Regions from separate parts of the Mus musculus genome. Here all the other regions are linked to region 2. The links are chromatin contacts, called in public Hi-C and HiChIP or PLAC-seq maps. All regions are on one chromosome and are shown on one strand. Each heading gives the region's core, a stretch centred on a gene start, on an enhancer-like site or on the middle of the called end of the contact. The rest is flanking DNA. Distances are from core to core; before and after follow the strand shown. Region 1 overlaps Arfgef2 (ADP-ribosylation factor guanine nucleotide-exchange factor 2 (brefeldin A-inhibited)). Region 2 overlaps Prex1 (phosphatidylinositol-3,4,5-trisphosphate-dependent Rac exchange factor 1). Region 3 holds the start of Prex1 (phosphatidylinositol-3,4,5-trisphosphate-dependent Rac exchange factor 1).

The links. A called contact is a pair of places that touch in the nucleus more often than the background predicts. HiChIP or PLAC-seq counts read pairs in DNA pulled down with a chosen protein or histone mark.
Region 1: a contact with region 2 is called in a Hi-C map of bone marrow-derived macrophages, with 20 read pairs. The contact joins two enhancer-like sites. A contact is called at or near these places in 3 of 484 Hi-C or Micro-C datasets (Th1 cells, bone marrow-derived macrophages and cerebral cortex), 1 of 115 datasets of contacts at active chromatin or transcription factors (bone marrow-derived macrophages) and 4 of 9 other capture datasets (adipose tissue, embryonic stem cells, liver and 1 more).
Region 3: a contact with region 2 is called in an H3K4me3 HiChIP or PLAC-seq map of bone marrow-derived macrophages, with 2.8 times the contacts expected there. The contact joins the promoter of Prex1 here to the enhancer-like site in region 2. A contact is called at or near these places in 1 of 39 promoter capture datasets (maxillary cranial neural crest), 2 of 15 datasets of contacts at CTCF or cohesin (the NIH/3T3 cell line and large pre-B cells), 4 of 484 Hi-C or Micro-C datasets (bone marrow-derived macrophages, embryonic stem cells and granulocytes), 16 of 115 datasets of contacts at active chromatin or transcription factors (CD8 T cells, bone marrow-derived macrophages, embryonic basal ganglia and 10 more) and 4 of 9 other capture datasets (adipose tissue, embryonic stem cells, liver and 1 more).

Annotation. Positions count from the first base shown.
Region 1 is chr2:166,819,144-166,822,313 of GRCm38.p6, forward strand. The region is part of intron 1 of Arfgef2 (ADP-ribosylation factor guanine nucleotide-exchange factor 2 (brefeldin A-inhibited)); the gene reads left to right. Among named protein-coding and RNA genes, the nearest start is that of Arfgef2, 15 kb to the left of the region's middle. Within about 2 kb of position 1,773, at least 53 of the 459 cell types and tissues checked have an H3K27ac peak or open chromatin away from gene starts, as enhancers often do. A contact at or near this core is called in bone marrow-derived macrophages and cerebral cortex, where this site is marked.
Region 2 is chr2:166,574,148-166,577,093 of GRCm38.p6, forward strand. It overlaps Prex1 (phosphatidylinositol-3,4,5-trisphosphate-dependent Rac exchange factor 1), which reads right to left. Exons shown (of 40, transcript NM_177782.3): 31 at 2,517-2,558; 32 at 1,399-1,619; 33 at 1-73. Among named protein-coding and RNA genes, the nearest start is that of Gm29679, 11 kb to the left of the region's middle. Within about 2 kb of position 1,469, at least 22 of the 459 cell types and tissues checked have an H3K27ac peak or open chromatin away from gene starts, as enhancers often do. A contact at or near this core is called in bone marrow-derived macrophages, cerebral cortex and embryonic basal ganglia, where this site is marked.
Region 3 is chr2:166,712,352-166,715,289 of GRCm38.p6, forward strand. It overlaps Prex1 (phosphatidylinositol-3,4,5-trisphosphate-dependent Rac exchange factor 1), which reads right to left and starts at 1,481. Exons shown (of 40, transcript NM_177782.3): 1 at 1,164-1,481. The coding sequence starts at 1,367. It overlaps Gm46777 (a long non-coding RNA gene), which reads left to right and starts at 1,478. Exons shown (of 3, transcript XR_001783555.2): 1 at 1,478-2,938.

The DNA.
Region 1 (3,170 bases), core at 523-3,022, 250 kb after region 2:
AAGAGGAGCGACCCTATGTGTAGGGAGGGGAGGGCTCATCTGAGCTGGAACTAGATCTGCCTTGGGATGCATTAGTCAGCGTCTCGTTGCTGTGGCGAGTATCTTAGAGGCGTGACTTAGAGGCGTAATCACTGGGACCCTGGTCTCAGTCTGGTCTCACTGTTCTGGCTGTGAGGTGAAGAAGAGCACCAGGGTGGAGGATGTGGTGGGTCAGAGCTGGCCGCCTCACGGCCAGGAGGAGAGAGAGAAGCAGACACCAGGAGCAAGCCATCCTCAGAGGCACATCCCTAAGTGATCTACTCCCTCCAGCCAGGCCCAGCTTTGTGTTCTCGCAGTGTGAACTCACTACGGATTAACCTATTGATAGAGTTAGCGCCCTCCTGAGCTAATCACACCTCAACAACTGGCTCCACCATCTAGGGAACCACATCTTTAAAATGTGGGTCTTGCAGAGGACATCCCATATACAAACCATATCAAGCACCATCCATTACACACATGAAATAGGTAGCGACTGCATAGATAAGCCTCAGCCTCCTAAGAGGCCTGGTCTAGAGACTGGAACGTGTGGGTCAGCGCCTAGTGCGAGAACCTGCATCTCTTTCTGCCTGGGCAGAGGAGGTGGCCTGTGCAGAGGGAGCTAGGGCAGAGACAGATGGGAAGCACGGGGCAGATGCAGAGAAAAATTCTGGGATTGTGGACTTGGTAAGTGGGATGCTGAGGGAGGCTAGTAAGACGGAACATGGAGGGAGGACCAGGAAGGGGGCAATGGCTGAAATGTAAATAAAAAGATGGAGCGTGGAAGCAGGCCTGTCAGGTTAGAGACATGGTCACTGATGGTCTCTTGAGCTGTTTTGGGTGGAGTGCTGCAGGTGGAATCCAGACTGGCGTAGGCAGAAGTGAAAGTAGGAGGAGAGAAACTCGGTGTGGAGAGCAGGCTGTGTCTGGGTGTGCTGTCAGGAGGAGCGGTGTGGCCCATGGAAGGTTTGTCTCTTTCTTGGTTTTGAGGCAGACTTGCTATGTAGTAGTGATTGGCCTGGTACTTGTGGCAGTTGTGCTCCGACCTCCTGAGTGCTGGAATATAGGGGTGTCGCCACGCACACCTTCAGTTTTCTTTCCTTAAGGGAGAAGACACTTGGAATTTTCTAAATGTCATTGAAAGGGGATCCACTTGAGGGAGAGGTTAAATAACACAGGAAAGGAAAAGGAAGATTTACATGGGTGTTCAACACACACTGAGTGCCCGCCCACCCGCTCCTGTCTGTCGACACATTCTAGTGGACAGCACAGGCTGGCTTGCATAGCGGGTCTGCTGGGCTGGGGAAGCAGGCATAAAGGAGCTGACATAGTATGTCAGGGGTGACCAGTCAGTACTGGGAAGAAAGCTGAGAGGAGTAAGCTAGCGGGAAATGGAGTGCAGAGCTGTCCCAGGGGCAGCTAGTGAGGATGCTGAAAAGCACCTCTGAAGTGGTGACATGTGAGCCTGGGACTGAAAGAGCCCTGGGCTATGGTAGGGAGTGACTGTGGACGGGGAGACCAGAGTGGAGCCGTAAGGATTCTGAACTTCGTGCTGTTGGAGAGTTGAGCAGATGAGGGCCATTGGCTCCCCTCAGTGTGAGCCATTTCCCACACTGCCTATCTCCTTGCTGCCTCAAAACAGCTCCCAGAAGGAAGAGTTTGTTTTGGTTTACAGTTTGATGGGACAGTACACTGTGGCGGGAGCTTGAGGCCTTAGTCACATGGCCATGTCAGGAAGCAGAGAGTGGTGGATGCTGGTACTCAGCTTCCTCTCTTCTTATGCCCAGGACTCCAGAAATGGCGCTGCCTACAATTAAAGTGGCTCCTCCTACCTCACCTAGTCTAATGGAGGCAGTCTCACAGGCATGCCCAGAGGCTTGTCTCCTGGGTGACTTTAGAGCCTATCAAATTGACAGTGTTAACTGTCCCTCTGGCTGCTGTGTGGAGAAGAGCTGTGGGGTGGGAGGGAGGAAGGGAGGGAGGGAGGGAGGGAGGGAGGAAGGGAGGAGAGGGTCAGAAGTAGAACAGTCAGGTGGTTAGTGGGCAGTGATGGGAGCCTGTGATGAGAAGAGTGGCTGGTCCTGAGAGCATGAAGTCCCCAGGCAAGCAGTAGGGAGAGGTGGGCATGGGGGATGGTATCTTCTTCCTGCCTCAGAACAAGGGGACCCTAGGGTGGACAGGCTTGCTAACAGGAAGTTGAGAGAGTCTCCCTGTGTTGGCATCTAACTTCTCCAGGACAGGAGGCTGCTATATTATCTGTGAAGGAAGGATATGATGATGCCAGTCAGTGAGAGATACTGAGGAGAGCGATGTATGTTACACATGGTGCAGAAGTACGTAGCCTCTGAGGCTGGTGATGGCAACATCATAGACTCGCCTGTTGTTGGATGTTTGCTTAGGTGGAGACAGTTCACCAGAGGGTGGAATTGTTATCTTAGGATGGGATTTTGCCACAAATTGAGACCAGAGGTCAGAAGTCATGGCTGTTGGATGTCTCTCACTCTGTCAGCAGTCCTGCTGAAGGGCTCCACCTGGAAAATGCAGGAAGAGGCAAGCTGTCAGGTCAGTCCTGGGAGGTCTGGCTGGCCAGTGTAGGATCCTCTGGGAGCATTTGAGTAGGTAGGCTAGCTGGAAAGAGAGGAGATCATGTAGAGAGACTAGAAAGGAACTAGAGGTGCCCCAGTTCCACACAGGGGCAAGATTTGGAATATGACCAGCCACTGTAGGAGGATTTGGGGTGGAGGAGCAGGTGACTGAGGGCCTTGAAGGGGGATAGGGCTGAGTTAGATAGGAGGGACATGTGGCTGTCCTATTGGAAAGATGCTGTGGTCTGAGGGAATTAGCCGGTAATGATTGTTGGGCAGGGTCAGGTGTGAGGATCTTGGTGGCCGTTGATGGGAAGGAGAGGCTGGTGAGTGGGGATGCTGCTTTCGTAGGTAATACAACACCCAGAATCCATCTCTGCAGAAGTCTGTGGCTTTCTAGGTGCAGCTGCCCTAGCCTGGGCCTATCTCCCTCCTTTGTGGCCTGCTCATTTATTGCTGCAGGCTGCCCACTTGGCAACTGTGAGTGCTGTGCTATTAGCACAGGAAGCAGTGGAGTGCAGGGTGAGCCCCACCAGCCACCGGTCTCCCAGCCATCATCCCTGTCTT
Region 2 (2,946 bases), core at 219-2,718:
TAAAGGAGAAGGTGACATTGTCCAGCTCCGACAGCGTCACCCAGATGTCCTCCAGCATGGTCCGTTCCTCCTTCTGCGGGAAGAGGCGGTGGTAAGGGAGACTCAGATGCCACCCTGTCCTGGGCTGCCCTGGAGATGCCATGCTTTGCACCTACGGGGCTGGGAGGCCTGTGGGTGTCTTGGGTGTGGCTCTACAGGTGACATCATGGTTCATCCCACCACCTGCCCTGTACCCCATAGGGGTCAGAAGTCACTTCTGCTCTGCCTTGCTGTGTGGCCCCAGTAAAGCCACACCCGGTACCATCCAAAATGCAGCCAACTCCATGAGCATCTGCACTTCCTCTCTTAAGCCCCCTAGACCTGCTCTGTATCCCTTTCTCAAGGCCGTCCGCTCCTGGTCGTCTTACCCCATCCAGCAGCTACGACTGCCTGGACACAGTCTGCCTCCGTCCAGCCTCCCGGCCAACACCCAACTCTAGTTGCAGCTGTTCTCACCAGGACACCTCAGAGGGTTCTTTCTCCATTTAGTCCCCTAACCGCCTCTCTCCAAGGTTACACGCTTTCTTTTAAAACTTAGCCCAGATCACAGGAGTCCCCTGCCCTTCAGCTTCCGAGTCACTTTCTGCCTGCAGACCATCCCACTAACCTTGCTTTCCCTGCCTGTCCCCACTGGCCACACGGGCCTCTGCCCAGGGCCTCTGCCCGTGCTGTCCCTCTGCATACTTTTCCTCAGACCTTCCTATTGGCTGACAGATATCATAAATCAAAAGTCACCACCCAGAAAGTCTGGCTACTCCCCCCAGAGAGACTCCAAGGCCTTTGGGCTGTCTCCCCTGTCAGTCTACTTCTCTAGGAAATAAGCTGTAGACCCAGTGGCCAGCTCGGTGCTGGTGACATCAGTGAATGAGCTGGATCTGGTATTCCATCCTTAGAGGTTAGAGGGCTGCTGTGGAGTGGGGCCAGAGGCAGATCTCTGAAGACCGGCAGCAGTGCTCACCAGTGGCCAGCAGGGGGCGATCTAGGGCTGTGCTGCCCGTGGGCGGCCTGAGATAGCCTCTGGAACCACACATAATGGAACTGCTACTGGGTAACGAGCCAGCCCTCCTGCCCTCTACACTTGCACTAGATGCAAGTAATATTCTCTCCCCTCCCTGGATTCCTCAGCTGCCAGCCCAGACTGCCACGAGACACCCGCTTGCGGCTCAGAACCATGGGTCTTTTCTGTCTGTCTCTCTTCCCCAGGACACCACAGAGCACAGGGACTTTTGTTCATCCACGAACTCCAAAACCTAAAAGCAAATGCTCAGCAAATCACTGCCACATGAACCCCTGGGTAACTGGGAGCAGAGAGTAGCCACAGCACTCTCTCCCGTGCTGCCAATGACCTCAGCCGCTTACCACGGAGGCTGGTGCCAGCAGAGACTGCCAGTGCAGCAGGACACCTGTAGCCGCCACCTGCTCCAGCCACTTGCGGCTGGCATCTCTGCTGCTCTCTTCATACTCGCCGTTGTTGTTGTAGCGGTAGTCAAGGGCGGCCAGCAGCTGCTCCGAGAAAGTGCACACGGCGGCCACCAGAGCCTGACAGAAGACAGCATCCCTGCGCAGCTGCAGCTCCGTGTCTGTGGGGGGGGGGGGGGGGGCGCTCTGGGTAAGTGGTGCTGTGCGGACTGGCAGCATCTCCACCCTCAACACCCGAACCCTGGACCTGCCATGCCCACGGGGGCCTGTGGAGAACTCTGAAGGGGCAAATAGGTTGCCAAAAGCCAGTTGCAGAAAAATAAATTCTTCAAAAGAAGACAGATCTGCCCCAAGTCTCACTCTCCCACTGCCCAAGTGCCTGCTTCTTGGAGAATCGAATGTGTGGCTCTTCCCGAGGCGGACATACGCCCAAACCCTGCCCCACTGCCCTACAGTGAATCACGGGACCTCTCAGCCTTGGCCACACGAATCCTAGCAGTACTAAGCTGCATATTCAAGATGGGTCCCAGGAACACTTCCCCCTGCCTCACCTCCCCCAAGTCCTGCCCCAACTGGTCAAGCCAGGCAGTTGGTAATCTGTATAAAGAGTAGGCACATCCACACATGCACATATGCATACTCAAGTCTACATGTGCACATGCATGTGTGTGCATGGACACACATACTACACGCACACGCACACACATGAAGGTATCCTGCAGTTACATCCTCTATTATTTCCAGGCTCCGCTCTACTAGCTCAGAGCCCATGTTCCTCACCCTCCGTCTTCCACCAGTCCCCCTGCCAACACCCACCAGGCCTAACAGGTAGCACTAAACAGGGCTCATGTTCCCCAGGACCTGAGTCTAGTCCTCTGCCTGGCCCCAGAGGAAAAGGTGAGAAGTTCTCGGCGAGACTGGGAGAAAAGGCTGCCTCCCCAGTGCAGATGCTGAGGGCCCCATTGAGATGCTGTTGGCCAGCAGAGGGACATCACCCCAGCCTGTGGCCACAGCACCCACTGTGTCTCCCAGGGACCCCTTCACAGCCCCATTCCTACCTGTGCACTTGAGCAGAGCCAGAAGCAGCTGGTTCTTTCCATCTGAAAGGAGGGAGGAGAGAGGAGGAGGGGTGAGCAGAGATGGCAGAAGCGGGGCAAGCCAGTGCCTACAGCACCCGGGCTCTGGCCCCTCACAGATGCTTGAGCTGTGCTCAATGCATGCTGGGTAAGTTCCAGAGCCCCTGAACATCAGAGATGGAGCCCCTACCACCAGTGTTCCTGTATCCTCATCAGAGAGCTGTGTTGGGGGTAACCTCTTGCACATTGTGTAAAGGTGTGACTCTGTATATTGAACGGTTAATTCTGTACCCACAGAGAGCTATAGGTTTCCTATTTTGTAAATATTCACCTTCCTCGCTTGCTGATTGACTTAATAAAAAAACTGACAGCCAGTAGCTGGGCAGGAAAGGGAAGGCAGAACTTCAGCGAG
Region 3 (2,938 bases), core at 231-2,730, 140 kb after region 2:
ATAAAAACTAGTTTAGATTTCCTGTTTCTTTTTAAGGCTGAGCAGCTCAGTCACTGCGAGGGGGAAGTGAGGAGTTCCCTAGAATCTGTCATTGCTCAGCAATGCCAGAGTGGCTGCCTCTTTCATTTAGAAACTGCCAGCTTCAAGCCCTACCCGATTCTCTCTCTCTCTCTCTCTCTCTCTCTCTCTCTCTCTCTCTCTCTCTCTCTCCCCCACCCCCTTCTCAACTGTGAGAGAGGAAGAGATGGGAAAGAAAGCCAACCCTGTCTTATTCTCACAGGCCTTTCCAGAAGGATCCTTGGGCCAAAGGGCTTTCAATGCCTCCACACAGCGTCTTCCCCCCCCCCAACTTCGTACTCCCTCCTCCCTCAGTGGGAACCCCCCCCCCCGACCTCACACAGACTCCCCTGCATCCTTAAGCCATTGAGTGTTTCTTTTTCCCAGATGGAGAGAACTCCAGTGTGATTGGGGGTCTCTTGAAACACACACACACACACACACAAACGCACGCCTTCCTGAAGCAGGGTTAAGACTTCCTCCAACCCAAGAAGGGAGTTAAAGCGGCCCCAGCAGGAGGCACGGAGATTAAAGCCCTCAGGTCTCTAAGACCAGCCCTTCCCACCCCCTCCAGTTTTCTCACTTCCTAGGAGGGTAGGGAAGTGGCCCCTTCCTCATTCTCACTAGAGACACCAGGGCAACTACGTACCGGAGTTTAAAGCCCCCGCAGGGCTGCCCTGGGTCACCGCCCTGCATCCAACCCTACGACGTAGCCTGCAGAACTATCCAGAGCAAGGGACTCAACCTCTCTGGAGCCGAACTCTTCCCTGATCTTAAGGATCAGAAAATATAACCTACTGATGAGCCCGGTAACGGCACAGTCTGCTGATACCAGTGTAAGGTGCGTGGTACACAGACGCACTCGGACGCTGTTTTGCAGTCTAAGGCTTTGACTGTGCAATTCGAGCTGGGGCAAGGCTACGGAGCCCAGGGTCCCCGGTGCAGCTAAGGAGCCCCTACCCGGGCTTCTCCCTACACTGGCCCCCCAGCGGGGCGGCCCCGGGCAGCGGCCGCGCGGATGTAACCATTTCAAACTATGCACAAGGCGGGGAGCCACAGACAAAAGCGCAACGCGGGCCGGCCGGCCACAGGTGGCGGGAGCTCACCGACTGCAGGAAACGCAAGGTGCCCACGTAGTCGCGCTCGGTGCCCAGGATCTCGTTGAGTACGCACAGACGGAGGCGCAGCTGGCGCTCCGAGTCGCGGGCGGCCGCGCACGGCCCGGAGACGGGGCCGCGAGCATCGGGATGCGCACCGTCCCCGCCTGGGTCCCCGCCGCCGTCACCACCACCGCTGCCGGGTGCCTCCATAGCCGCGCGGCGCCCGAACTTCCCGCGCCGAGGTCGCGCCGCGGCTTAGGCGTCCGGGCTCCGCATCCCGGACAGGCGCCGCTCAGCGGGCCCGGGGCAGGCGGAGCGGGGGCGGGACCTGGGCGGGGTCATGGTGTATGGGCGGGGCCTTGGTAGAGAGGGCTGAGCGATGGGCGGGGAAGGAGGCGGGGTCAATCTGCTAGTGGGCGGGGATCTTTGTAGAAAATGGACGGGGTGGGGCGGCACCTCATGCGGAAACTGGGCGGGGACTAATGGAGAATGGACTGAGCTGGGGCGGAGTCTGGTGGGATTGGGCGGGGATTGGGCGGAGCCCCCTCCCGGCTTCCAGGGAGCGTCGGCCAAGAGCCGGTTCGTGCGCGCGCCGCACAGTCAGAGTTTGGGGCTGGAAATGCGTCGCCCCAGACCCCAGTCAGGTCGTGGTTCTGCTGAGTCTGTAGGCCAAGACCCATTCAGCAGTTCTGCAAGAGCAGCTCGCGCCATCCACCCGTAAGGAGTGCCCCGTGGGTGATCTGCTGGAGCCGGATCAGCGACCACCACGCGCATCTCCTGACGCCCGGAAGAGCAGCTCGACGCCCCCACCAACACGGCCGCTCATGCCCTCGGCTTACGGTGACCTTGGAAGAACTCTAGCTGCATCTTTGTCCTTACTTCTGTTTCTCTTTCCGTCGGAGCTCTGCGCCTACTGTCCCAGCGCTCCCCATCCCTAAGCAAAGGTGCCCACTTGGACGAGACCGTTGCAGGAAGCCGCCCTCGTACCCACCAGAGATAAAGCCAAAATGGGAATTTTGCTGCCAGCCGACAGGCTGTTCTGTGTGACCTTGATCTTTCAAACGTTCAGTTAACGTGCTAACCCCCCTTTACCCTCGAGAGGCATTGGGACCCGAGTCAGCCTCTGGGGTTCAGCCCCTCATTGATGACCTTGGTCAGCACCCCCATCCCACCTAAAGCTCCTCCGTTTGCCTCACAGTACAAGGGGAAGAACAGTAACACCTAACTCTTAGGGACCAGCATACGGCTGAGCCATAGTCCCTGGAAAGTGATTTTAACACCCTAGAAAGTCTTATCTTCGTTCTTAATTATTCCTGCCTTTGTCAACTGCCCTCTTGACCGGGCCTCTGAACTGCTTGTTCAATCCCTACCTGCCCCGCCTCAGATCTATTATCTCCTATGGAGTCAGTCCCTGTTTCACAAAATAGCCTCTGTGGAGTGTCATCATTTCTGGGGCAGGAGCACTGTCCTCTATTTACTTCCCTTCAAGATGCCTAGAATAGTTCTCTGGGGCCTTGAAGTAAAACAGTCTTTTGCACAAGGATAGAGGAGAGACTGTGGTAGCTCCTGCTACCCCTGGCCCTGTTCCTTTGGGGCCTAGGGCACCGTGACATTTGATGTGGGCAAGGTATCCTAGGTAAATGGATGTAAAAGGGTGAGCCCATCAGGTATTGGTCATGGAGTGAGTGTTTCCAAAGAATCATTATCTTCTTGTTTCTGAGCTTTCCAGACATAACACTGCTTCTGTCCTTAGATCCAGCACCTTTTTGGGTTTCAGTGGG